Linked DNA regions of Dromaius novaehollandiae: region 2 is linked to region 1. The links are chromatin contacts, called in public Hi-C maps. All regions are on one chromosome and are shown on one strand. The core of a region is the stretch at or near the end of the contact, and the rest is flanking DNA. Distances in the headings are between cores, read along the strand shown.

Region 1 (5,827 bases), core at 967-3,466:
ACAAGTATGCTGCACGATGCAGTGCAGGCGTGCAGGCATCTCATAGTGTAATACCGACCAGGTTCGTTTCACTCACTTGGAGACTCGACTGTCAGTTTGAATCCAGGTCTCCAGAGGTGCAAGCCCAGTGTGTCCAGGCACTGCTCCTCCTGCGACTGGCTTAACATATTGCCTGTTTGGACTCTGACCTCTGAGGACGAGGAGGAGGTAGGGTCAGCACCAAGGTGCATTTCTGCAGCACCTTGCCATCCTAAAGGGAGTGGAAGCGCTTCAGAAGTGAAAGTCTGTTTTGACCTGAAGGACTCAAGCCGCTAATAAAATGAGGAGCTGGGAAAGTCATCTGTGTGGACTTTGAAGTGTCATGGTGGCTGCCTATTTAATGCTCTCTGGGGGGCAGATGCATCCCAGAAAGGGCGTTACGGTCCCAGGCTCCCTGACCACTGCCAGGAAGCAGCTAAGACAAGGAGGTCCATGGTGGACGATTTTAAAAGGCACTGTGGGGCCCAGCGTATTAATTGGTGCCAGGTTTTATGGAGCCACAACTTTCAGTGCAAGCACTTGCAGAGACAGCAGGACATATGCAGCTGCTCGCCCCCTGCACCTGGAGGACCCTGAGGGGCAGGTGGAGGGGCACACACCGAGAAGCAGGACCAACAGCGAGCCTGGCGAGCCCAGAGTGTGCCCACAGCCACCTGCCACACCACCAGCCACCAGCTGCCCATGGAGGGGAAGGCTGGGTCTTGGTGTGTTGCGCTGATCTGCACAGGAGGATGGGAGGATTAGGAGAAACACTGGAGCACCTTGGAAAAGGGCAGGCTGTGGCCAGCTGAGGAAATCATTGCGACGTGGCAGATTAATTTGGGAGCAAAGATACAAAAAGCAACCCACTGTAACTTCAAACTTCATCAGCTTTCCCAAGCATCCCTTGAAATGCCAATTAAAATGAGTAGAGGGAGACGAGTCTGCTGACAGGATCACAGCCTCTCCTAAACTGAGTAATAAACATGTAATAGGCATCTATGTTTCCCCATATGCATATTTTCCAGGCTGAGTTGACTGTAAACATTGCAGTTATATGAAACCCACACAGAAGAGGATGCAAACATAAACTAGAAAGAGAAGCAAAGCCTAGTCACAAAGCTGAAACAAAAAAACCCCATGACAGTATTCCATATATAAATAAATAACTGCCTGAAATGAGGGCTAATTAACTTGCAATAAACCAACTTAACCACTTAGGGGCAGCGTTAACACGGAGTTAACATGCAAAACAAACCTGTGTTTTCTCACCTGGTTAATTTAATATGCGCTGTGAATATTCATAGTATATCAAATACTGATACATCGACACACTGAATGATGCAATCTGTCAAACCCAGGAATGCATGATAATAGGAGTAACTCAATTGCTGCTCATACAGTGTTGACTTTGATCACTGGGTGTTTCTAAACACACTTAAAGATATAGGACTTTGCTTCTTTTCCTCTGTAAGGATCATGGAATATGTTTTATACAAATATTAAAACCTAAAAAAAGAGGTAAAAAAGGGCTTCATTTAAAATAAACAGAAAGAATATGAAATAGAAAAAGGCTGTCTTTGAGAAATGCTGCTCTCGGACGCAGGAGCTGAAGAAAACATTTTATCTCCATGGCCACATTCAGTGTCACTTTGCTTTCACACAACACGCTTCTTTCTCTGCTGCACATTCAAAAAAATCCTCGTTCGCTGGATACTTCTGAAACATTTCCCTGCATTATAAAAGAGCCCAGACCTGCTTCAGGTATGTCTACACTCTCTGATCAGAGCAAGTAGATAAAGGAAAGGTGTTTTCTTAGTGTGGCTTGACTAACTTGAGTTAGCTCTGGCAGGTGGGCACAGCAGGAGAAAGACAGTAACCTGGCTTTTTTCAAATGGGGTAGCAGCTTAAATTCAGCCTCTGGTAAAACTCAGCTTATCCTCACCACTATTTTAACCTGAGGTAAGAAGAGCAATTTTCCTCTCCTCTTCCTGCTCCTTCCCCCTGCGGTGACACCCTTGGGGTTTACAGCTCCTGTGTGGGTTCCTAGTGTCCCAGCTCTATCTTTGCAGCCACCAGGTCTTTCTGCCTTTTCTGGCCAGGGCTGTGGGATCTAGAGCGTGCTCTGGCAGTGCTCGGCCCCTGCCACGGTGCACCCGGGTGCCTCCGGCAGCTGTCGAAGCATGCTGAGGCCATGCTCCCGGGGTAATTAATACCAGATCTGTGCACTACCAGATCGCTTGGCAGTGCAGCTCTGATCTGCATCAGGTGCAGGCATGCGATCGCATTTCTGGTGAATTAGCCTGCGTGCACGGTGTGGAATTTATGCTTTATGCTGGCTGAGGAAGGATAGGCAATACCTGATCAGGCAAAAAGCTAGCTTGGTGCAGAGAGACAATATCAGATATGGCACAAAGTTAAAGCAAGGTGGATAAACAATATCTGATCTTGCATAAGAAGCTGCTGGTACAAAGTTGGCTTGTCAGGACTGCTAAAATGAATTCAGACCAGCAGAGTGCCATGTGGCCAAAGCGTTTCTGCTGCGGCACCAGGGAGCCCAGAGCCAAATTTACCTTGTTGAAGAAGGAAGAGACCAGCACCGAAACGCGTCGCCACCCTCACCAGCATACCTTTTGGAGTAAAGACACTGTGACAGATGGGGCTGTGAAGGGCCAGAGGTGTTCCCTATTGCAGATGTGGACCCTGCCTGGCATCACCCAGGCCCCGACAGCTATCGTGGAGCAGATCTGCCATAGCAATGCACTTCCCTCGCGGTGGGGAGGTGGTGCTGGCGGCGCGGTGCCGTGCCGGGGCTGGCGCTGGCTGGCAGGTGAGGTGGAGGAGGAGAGGAGCGCCTGCCATGGCTGCTACTGCCGCTGAGAGAGGGGATTCAGGCACCAGGGCAGCTGCTCTGCCAAAAGCATTAAATCTACTGAAATACGCTCCTGCAAGAAGAGGAGGCAAGCAAGCAATCTGAGTGGAGAGAGAAGCAATGAGCCCACCGTACGGGATCATCCACAGACCCTTCTCCACTGGACTGAAATTTTGCCCTTTAACCCGCCTCAGCTGGATTAAGGAAATCAGCTCTCAGGCACTGGCTTCCTTTGCCTCTAAAATTCAAGTATTGCCCCTTACTTTTTTTGCAGGACAGAGAGCACAGCCAAGGGAGATCCAGTCCCGCAGCTCCTAGGAAATGGAAGGAGAATGGCAGGGTGGAGTCGTCATGCGTTATGCTGAATATTTACCCCTCATGCATGCTATTTTATTTTAAATCTAGCGTGTAATATGCTTTGCATCTAGCATGTTGCTCTTGTGTGTTTTTCCCTTGCCCTGCCTGTGTCTTGCTGGCAGCTGCCATCACGAAACAAAAGGCAGCTGCCAGTTTGAGTGAACATCTCTCTCTTCCCTCTCTTGCTCTCCAGAGCTGATGCAGTACCACTTTGCAGACTGGGTGGCAGGCACTGATGTGAGGGAGCTTTGCAGCCCTCAGGAAGCTTGGGCATGTCATGCCTCAGAGACTCACTGCCAGAGCTCGAAGCTGTATTTAAGCTCTTGAACCTGGCTCAGCAGTAGCCGGGAGAGAATCTGCTGTCACCGTGCCAGCACACCAGCTTGAGCTATCTCCACTGTGGCGACTGCCCGTATCACAGGATTTAACGTTGCTGCTCTTGGCAAAGGTAATGGTTTATTAGATATGACTTAGGTCTTCTGCCCCAAGATGTGTAATCAAATGTAGGGATTCCTACTCCAAACACATGGTATCCCAAAGTCCAACGAAGAAAAGCCTGAAAAAGAGAGATCGAACTGAAGCAGCGCTTGTGAGAAGATCCTTTTTTGTGTCAAATTAAAATACTGCTGGGAAAAAGAAGGAAGAATCCCCAGGACCTGGATGCTCAGGCCAGCTGTGGGCCTCAGATCCTGCTATTCTTTGGCCCATGGGACCAGTCGGCATGCAAGTTACTGCATGTGACGAGGGAGTGCATGTGAAACTCACCTGTGATCCTTTGACTCCTCTTAGGACTGGCCAGCTCCATGATCTAGGAGACTAGAGATCATCTCAGGAACCAGTTCAGCTGTTTTTTCCAGAGGTGGAAAGTATGGGCGAGCTTTTCTTGAGAAGCCTTTAACCTGAGCCACAGTCTGAACTTGCTTTGAGAAAAAAAAGTTGAGATCTTGACTGCCGTGAAGAGCCATGGGCTGGATAATGCCTCTAAGGAAGGAGTGCTGAGAGGGGCAGAAATGAGTTGAAGTTCACTAGAGCTGTGTTCATTGACACATTTTCAGTATTTCTTTATCTCTTTGGGCTATGGTGGGAGGCTGGGGAAGAGGTGAGGCACACAGGGTGGGAAGGTTGTGGGAAACCAAGCAGGACCCCAAGTGACAGTGTGAAAGGAAAAAGCAAAGTAAAGGCAAACCTCAATTCCAGTCAGGAAAGTTAGTAAGTGAGATCTGAAACAGCCCCTCGGGAAAGTCTGGTGTGTGCTGAAGAAGCACACTGAAATAAATTCTCATGCAAGCTGTGTCACTCTGATTGTCAGAGAAGCTGGGCCCTCGCTCCTTTCCTTTGTGGCAATTTTCTTTCAGACAGCTCCTGTTTTTTTCCATAATAGAAATGGCTATCTTCATGTCATTGTAAGCCCTTTTGCTGAAATTATGGGAATATGGGCTTGCTCTAAGGAATAGTTTGGGAAGATCCTGGTTTGACTATTTTGACTGATGATAAAGTCCAAAGCAGACATTGTTTTCCTAAGCTGAGAGCCAAGTGAGGGAAAGAAGCTGCAGAGGACATATCTGGAGTCCCTGAGGAGGTGTCAGGGCAGGGCAGGGGAGAAATCACAAAGGTAGGTGCAAATGTTGTGCTTTTTAAAATCAAAAGGCATGCAAGCTATGCCTTCTAAGTGCAGATGATTTCTTCTAGATTAAGGAGGGCTGCAAATAAACAAAGAATTAAAGTTCATCTTCTTGAGCAAGACAGAGCATCTTGCGTTGATTCACAGTGCTGACTCTTGTCTCTGAGAAAGGTTGATGGGCTTCTTGCATTAAAAGAGTGCAGTGCAGGAAAACAGACATGAGCTGCTCTAACCCCCACACCAGTTGTGCAGTAGATAAAGCATGGCTCTGCTCTGAAAACCTACCTATGTATTTATTTTGAATCCTCTAACACTGATGGGTTAATACAGCTATGACAGAGACAGTGAAAGAGGCAGCTCCCTTCCCTTCGCTACTGTCCTCAGTGGCAGGTAGGGGTCAACAGCTGGGCCAAATTCTGCTCTCCAAATGCCCATCCTTTGCCATTGCTTTGGCTGCTCCTCTCAGCCAGCTAAGGAGCTTTTCTCATCTACCTATTTTCTTAATAGCTTTCCTCTTTTGAGGAGCCCTCTACAGTACCAGTCCTGGGTGCTTGTTCCTCGTCTCCGTGAGCAGTGGCTCCGGTGATCTCCTTGCAGCCAAAGGGGCAGCTGCAGCTGCATGTGCTGGGGGCTGTGTGGGTTCAGCTCAGCGGCTGCACTGCCTCCTGCAGCTGCCCATCCCGCAGCACAACAGCTTGCAGCAGCCCTCATACTGTAGGCAAGGTTACCCTAGACAGACCTGCCAGCATCACCAGGTCTTCCCTGGTTTGGCTTCAGGCCCATCTGCAGCTCCGGTTCCCCTTCCCTAGGCACAGCTCCCTTCTCCAGCACAAATCACACTACTGAGGCAACTAGGTGCTTTGACTAAGAATCCTTATAAAAGGATTCTGAAACATCTTTACAAATGATAAAAAAGAAATAATCCCTTGCCCTGCCCCTTGCCCCTCCATTTTCCAGCC
Region 2 (5,391 bases), core at 2,280-4,779, 300 kb after region 1:
ACAGTTGGTAATACGGTTTTAAGCTGGCTGAGCTCAAGGCAGAAGTGAGCAACACAGCAGAACAGGTTTTTCCTCTCACCATCACTTTCAGGGGAATAAAACTTTACCATCCAGCATAAAGCACTGCATCTTTTGCATTATATTTTTTAGGCTATGTCGACTATAGAGACATGTTAGGGAAACCACAGTAATCCCTCGCATTGTTCCTGACTTTTTTCCTAGCATCTTTGGGGGGGGGGGGGGGGGGAGGGGGAATAAGAACATTTTGAAACGAATAGCCATTGTTAAGGTAAAAATAATCCAGTCTTATAAAATTCCTCTTCCGTCAGAAGGGAAAAACCTTCTAAAATATATATTCAAACATACATGTAGGCTGATTATTTGTTTCAATGCAGCTACACACAAATCTACCAAGTAGTACGATGTCTGGAGTGTTTGTGCTTTACTACAACGTTCTAACAGTTGGGCTGAGAGAAGGCTAGGGAATATTTAAATTTAAGCAAAAAATCCTTAAATGTGAGAGGAAAAACTATTCTTTTGCATTTTCAAAGGAAAAATCCCCCCAATCCCTAAATTTGGGGGAAACAGTACAAAGTGAAATTTCAGTATACAATGTCTACAAACTTAGAATTTCAGTGCCTGAGAAAAAACTATTTTACACAAGGATTAAGTATGTATTTATTAGATGGTTATGATCTTGTGATATGCACACATTTCACTGTAATGATTAAGTACACTTTTAATATTAGAACTCACTCAAGGTCAAGCCTTTACGGTATGCGAAACAAAACAGACAATATAGAGAGAACCAATTCTGAGGCATGGCACTTCGACAAATGAAAAAAAATGCACACAGAATAAAATCAGTACGATTTGGATAATGTAAAACCAATTAATTCCTAGTAACCGAAGAGGATTACAGAGAAGAGAAGGTAATGTAAGGAATCGGGGAGGCAAGTGTGCCAGCCCTATTTTGAGGAAGAAAAAAAAAAAAAAGAGCTCCCTCCCAATACATTAAGATATCTCCTGAAAAGCAGAGTCATTCCTAGGCTGCTCTCCAACCTCCTTGAGTCACTATCTGCAAAGTAACCATGACTCCAGTCTTCTTGGATTTTGTTAAAGAGGCACTGACCTTTTACCCTAGTATATATACAGAGCAGCAGGACTACTTGGTTTCAAATAGCTCCCCAAAAATCGGGCGGTGTATGATATATTAAGTATAGTCATTTATCAGTTTTAGATATGCTGATTTATCTTCACTACCTAATTGCTCCCTCTGAAAAAAAACTCTTTATATGTAACAAAGTTATCCAGTATCTAGTAAGGCAGCGCTGGAAATAATTTAGAACAACAAATGAGTTTCAGATGTTAAAAATATTATTTAATTAAAGAAACATAAATCATACCAAAAAAGTTAAGTCACTTAGCTAATACATTCGCATTTATTTTAGAATATACTCTACATCTGAATAAAAAAAGTTTTAAATAAACTCCCATACATGTACAACCAGGGAACCCTTCATCCTTCCAGTGACACAGGCATGTTCACGAGTCCACTGGGCTTCGTCCCGGGTAATGTGAGTACTTTTACACCAGTGTTGTTATTTTCATTGGCTTTTTTTCAGCCTCATACTGGCCAGCTACACAACCGGCTCATACACGTACAAGTTCAGCCTGCCCATTTAGAGAGGCGCAGCGACTGCTCACCCCAGACCATACAAAAAAAATTAATAAAACTAGTACTGATTAATTTACATCTCTGTTTGTGCGTCGGTAAAAATAACTGCAGTTCTAGGAGCATGCGAGGAGACCTTACGCTTCATGTACACACGCGTTTATCATCGTTATAAAAGTAGTGCAAAACAGGAAAGCGCCGCCGGCCGCCGCCCGCAGGGGGAAGCCCCGCTGCCGCCACCGGCCCCGGCTCCGGGCGCTGCCGCCGCCGCCGCCGCCGCCTCGTCCTCCCGCGCCGCCCAACGCCCCCAACCGCCACCGCCGCGCTGCCCTCCCGCGCCCCTCCCCCCGCGGCCGCGCTCGCCCCCCGCCATCTTCACCTCCCCGCCCGCCGCGGTGCCGGCGGCGCGGCGCGGCCCGCGCTCACTGGCCCCAGCTGCTGAAGCCGATCTCCTGCTTGTATCGGTTGGTGAGCACATTGGCCTTGCGGGTGAGCTTGGAGAGCACCGTGTGGAGTCCGCTGAGGTGGTAGTGGAACTGCTGCTCCAGGTCCTCCTCCGCCTCGCCCTCCTCGGCGAGGCCGCGGCTAATGTCCGCGGCGGGGCCGCCGCTCAGCTTGTCCTTCTTGCGGCCGGCCTCCTCGCCCGCCTGCTGCTGCACCACGCCCCACTCGATGTCGTTGCGGATGGACTTGAGCAGCATGTAGTGGCTGTACATGTCCCTGCGGGAGAAGTAGGCGCCGGCGTTGGCCGGGGGCAGCGCGGGGTCCCGCTCGGGGCACACGCCGCCCGCCGCGTCCAGCTCCTCCAGCAGCAGCGGCACGTCGCGCAGCAGGCTGGGCACCATCACCGTCTGGTCCATGTTGTTGACGGCGCCGATGAAGCGGTTCATGGCGTTGAAGAGCGAGTACTTCTGGCTGTACGAGTCGCAGATCTGCATCATGGCGGCGGGGCGCAGGCGGCGCTGTCAGGCGGCGGGGACGGCGGCGGCGGGACTCCGCGAGCGGCGCCGGCTGCGGGGCGAGCGCGGGCGGCCAAGCCTTCCGGAGGGCCGCCTCCTCCTGCTCCTCCTCCTCCTCGCTAGAGCCACCGGCCGCCACCAGCTGCCCTCCGCCGCGGGCTCGGCTCGGCGGCTGCTTGCGACGCCCGGAGAGAGTCCTGCTGGGATGCGAGCGCGTAGCGCGCTTAGATTAAGGGCTGCGGAAGCTCATCTCTCTCTATCCCGCCTTCTAGTCTCCTCCCGAAACCGCTCTCCCGGAGGCGCATTCTTCTCCTCCCCCACGCCGGCTTTATCAGCAACCCCATCTCCTTTTTTAGGCTTCCCCTCCCCGTCGTTTCTCTTCGCCTTTCCGCCTCCCCCCGCAAGTCGCCCGCCTTCTCCTACCCCCCCCCCCCCGCGCTGAGGGCCTCCCAGGACGCCCCGTGAAGGCGCTGGCGACCGGGGCTTTCCGCTTCCCTCGCTCCAAAACGAGACGAGACGACACAAAAAGCGGCTCCCTTCAGGCCCCGCCGCACGCCGGTGCTCACGGCGGCACGGGAAGGGTGCCCCGCTGCCAAATTAAAACACAAGCGGCTGCAAGTCAGCGCGGCTCGGCTTGAAGCAAGAGACCGGCGGAGCGGGTCCGAGGCACCCACCGTGGTCCGGAGCCGCTCACCGCCCCGGGTGCTGCTGCTGGTGCTGCTGCTGCCGCCGCCGCCGCCCGCCTCGCCGGGAGCCCGCGCCGCCCGCTGCAACCCGTAGCTCCGCTCCCATCCCAGGTGCGGTATTTATAGCGCGTATCTTAAAATAAGGTGTTCCCCAGTGCCAGCCCCCGCGCAGCGAGTCACCATAAAGGCGGCTGCCGCTGACCGCGAGTAGCTCCGCGGCGAGGCGGGCGGCGGCTCCGCCTCTCGCTGGGGGAGGGCAGTGGCGCTGGACCCGTGCCGAGCGGAGCCGGGCGGCGGCTCAGCCAGCCCGCCGCTCCGAGAGGAGCCACCGCAGTCCCGGCGGGACCTAGTGAGCGTCCCGGCTGTGCAGACGTTAGCGCAGCAAATGCCGGGCTCAGTCCCCGGGGGAAGCAGGACGTCAAGAAAGGACTTTCTCCCCGTCTCCACCCCGCGACGAGGAGCCCCGGCCGTCACTTGAGCAGAAGGGGTGCACTGGCGCTGCGCGGTTTGCGGCGGCCGTCCCCGCCGAGCGGGAGGAGGCTAGTTCCCCGTCACCCTGCCCGGAGAGGAGTCGTCTAGGATCCACCTCCGCCTTCACCCCAGCCATGTTTAAATTCCTCCCCCACAGCCCCGGGCGGAGAGACCAGCCCGCCGCAACCCCCCGCTCGCGTGGGGCGCGCCGGCAATGAGGAGCGCTTTGTGCACCGCGCTCGCCGCCGCCCTGACAGCGCTACAGACGCCGGGGGCTGCTGCCAGCCCTCCCCCCTCCCCCAGAAGCAGCGCTCGAGTGGTCGCCGCGGCGCTGCACCGCCCCCATCTCCCGCCGTCGCTAGGCAGGGGCGCGAGGCCGTTGGCGGGGCGGGGCCGCGGCCAGCCGGGGGGCGAGGGGGGGCAGCGGACCCGCCTGACTGACAGGGCAGGCGGCAGCAGGGACACGCGGGCGCCGCGTGCTGTCCCCGCTCTACACGGCTGCCCATTGGCTGCAGCGCGCGTGACGGGCTGCCCGGCCGGGAGATAATGCCGCGGCAGCCCGCGCGCCGCGCCGTCCCCGCTCCGCGTCCCCCGGCGGGGACACACAGTCGACGCGGGCAGCCGAGGAGCCGCGGCTCCCGGGGCCCCGCTGCCCTTCCCCGCTTCGCCCCGCCGTGCCGGCCCGGGAGGAGGGGGCGGGGCAGTGCGCGCGCCCTGCGGGCTGCCTTTGTGTGATGGCCAAGGCCGCGCGAGCCGCCTGGCAGCAAGCGCGGGGCGGTAGCGACCGCCGGCATCACCCCACAGCCTCACCTCCGGGCCCAGCCAATCGGCGGGCGCCCCTCTGGCCCGACGCTGCCGCCACGTGCCAATCAGCGAGGCTTGGCAGCAGCCAATCAGACGCGGCCCCCCCTCCGCAGTCTTTCTCCGCCGGCTCGGGCGACCCTGGTAACAATCTGGAAGAGCGGCCGTGGGTCACGTGGGGTAGAGCGGTTGCCGGCGGGGAGCGGGGGTGGGGAAGGTGGAAAACGGCGCGCGGGAGAGAATGGTGTTGAGCGCGTTGCCGTGGCAACGGATCAACCACAGGCAGGGGCGGGGCGCGGCGGCCCCCTCCTGCCCCGCCGAGCTCGCGGAGAGGCGGCGCGGCCGGCGCGGCCTGGCTGCCCGGCGCCCCGAGGGAACCCGAGGGAACCTCACGGCCGGGAGTACCCGCCGCTCAACGGCCGCGGCCGGCTCTCCCCTCCCCGAGCGGCTGCCAGGCTTAACTAGGACAATTTCCTCTCCCAGCTGATGGACAAAAATACACCACAGCTTTTGGCGCTGGCGCAGCCTTAACAACGAGTGTTTTGTCGGCTGCAAAGAAACATTACGTCCTTGGGGGGGAGGGAGGAGGAAAAAAACCCACATCCATATGAAGATTACAGGCCCCAAATAACCCTCAGACAAGCCGAAGAAAACAGCGGGCCTCTGATGAACGGAGGCGTTGGATGTTAGCGTGGGCCCTGTAGCCTTTGTTTGGAGGATTTGGGGGGAACAGATAAAACCCCGGAGCCACACTGTTCATACTACCGGGGAGCCTAGTGTTGTGGAGAGGAGTACAAGC

The links. A called contact is a pair of places that touch in the nucleus more often than the background predicts.
Region 2: a contact with region 1 is called in a Hi-C map of liver, with 10 times the contacts expected there. The contact joins the promoter of MID1IP1 here to the enhancer-like site in region 1. A contact is called at or near these places in 3 of 4 Hi-C or Micro-C datasets (brain, liver and ovary).

The regions. Positions count from the first base shown.
Region 1 is chr1:125,666,240-125,672,066 of bDroNov1.hap1, forward strand. No RefSeq gene overlaps it. Among named protein-coding and RNA genes, the nearest start is that of BCOR, 180 kb to the left of the region's middle. Within about 2 kb of position 2,217, at least 1 of the 2 cell types and tissues checked has open chromatin away from gene starts, as enhancers often do.
Region 2 is chr1:125,966,709-125,972,099 of bDroNov1.hap1, forward strand. MID1IP1 (MID1 interacting protein 1) reads right to left here and starts at 3,530. Exons shown (of 2, transcript XM_064497629.1): 1 at 3,309-3,530; 2 at 667-2,831. The coding sequence starts at 2,616. The coding sequence ends at 2,098. LOC112985480 (a long non-coding RNA gene) reads left to right here and starts at 4,050. Exons shown (of 2, transcript XR_010385123.1): 1 at 4,050-5,391.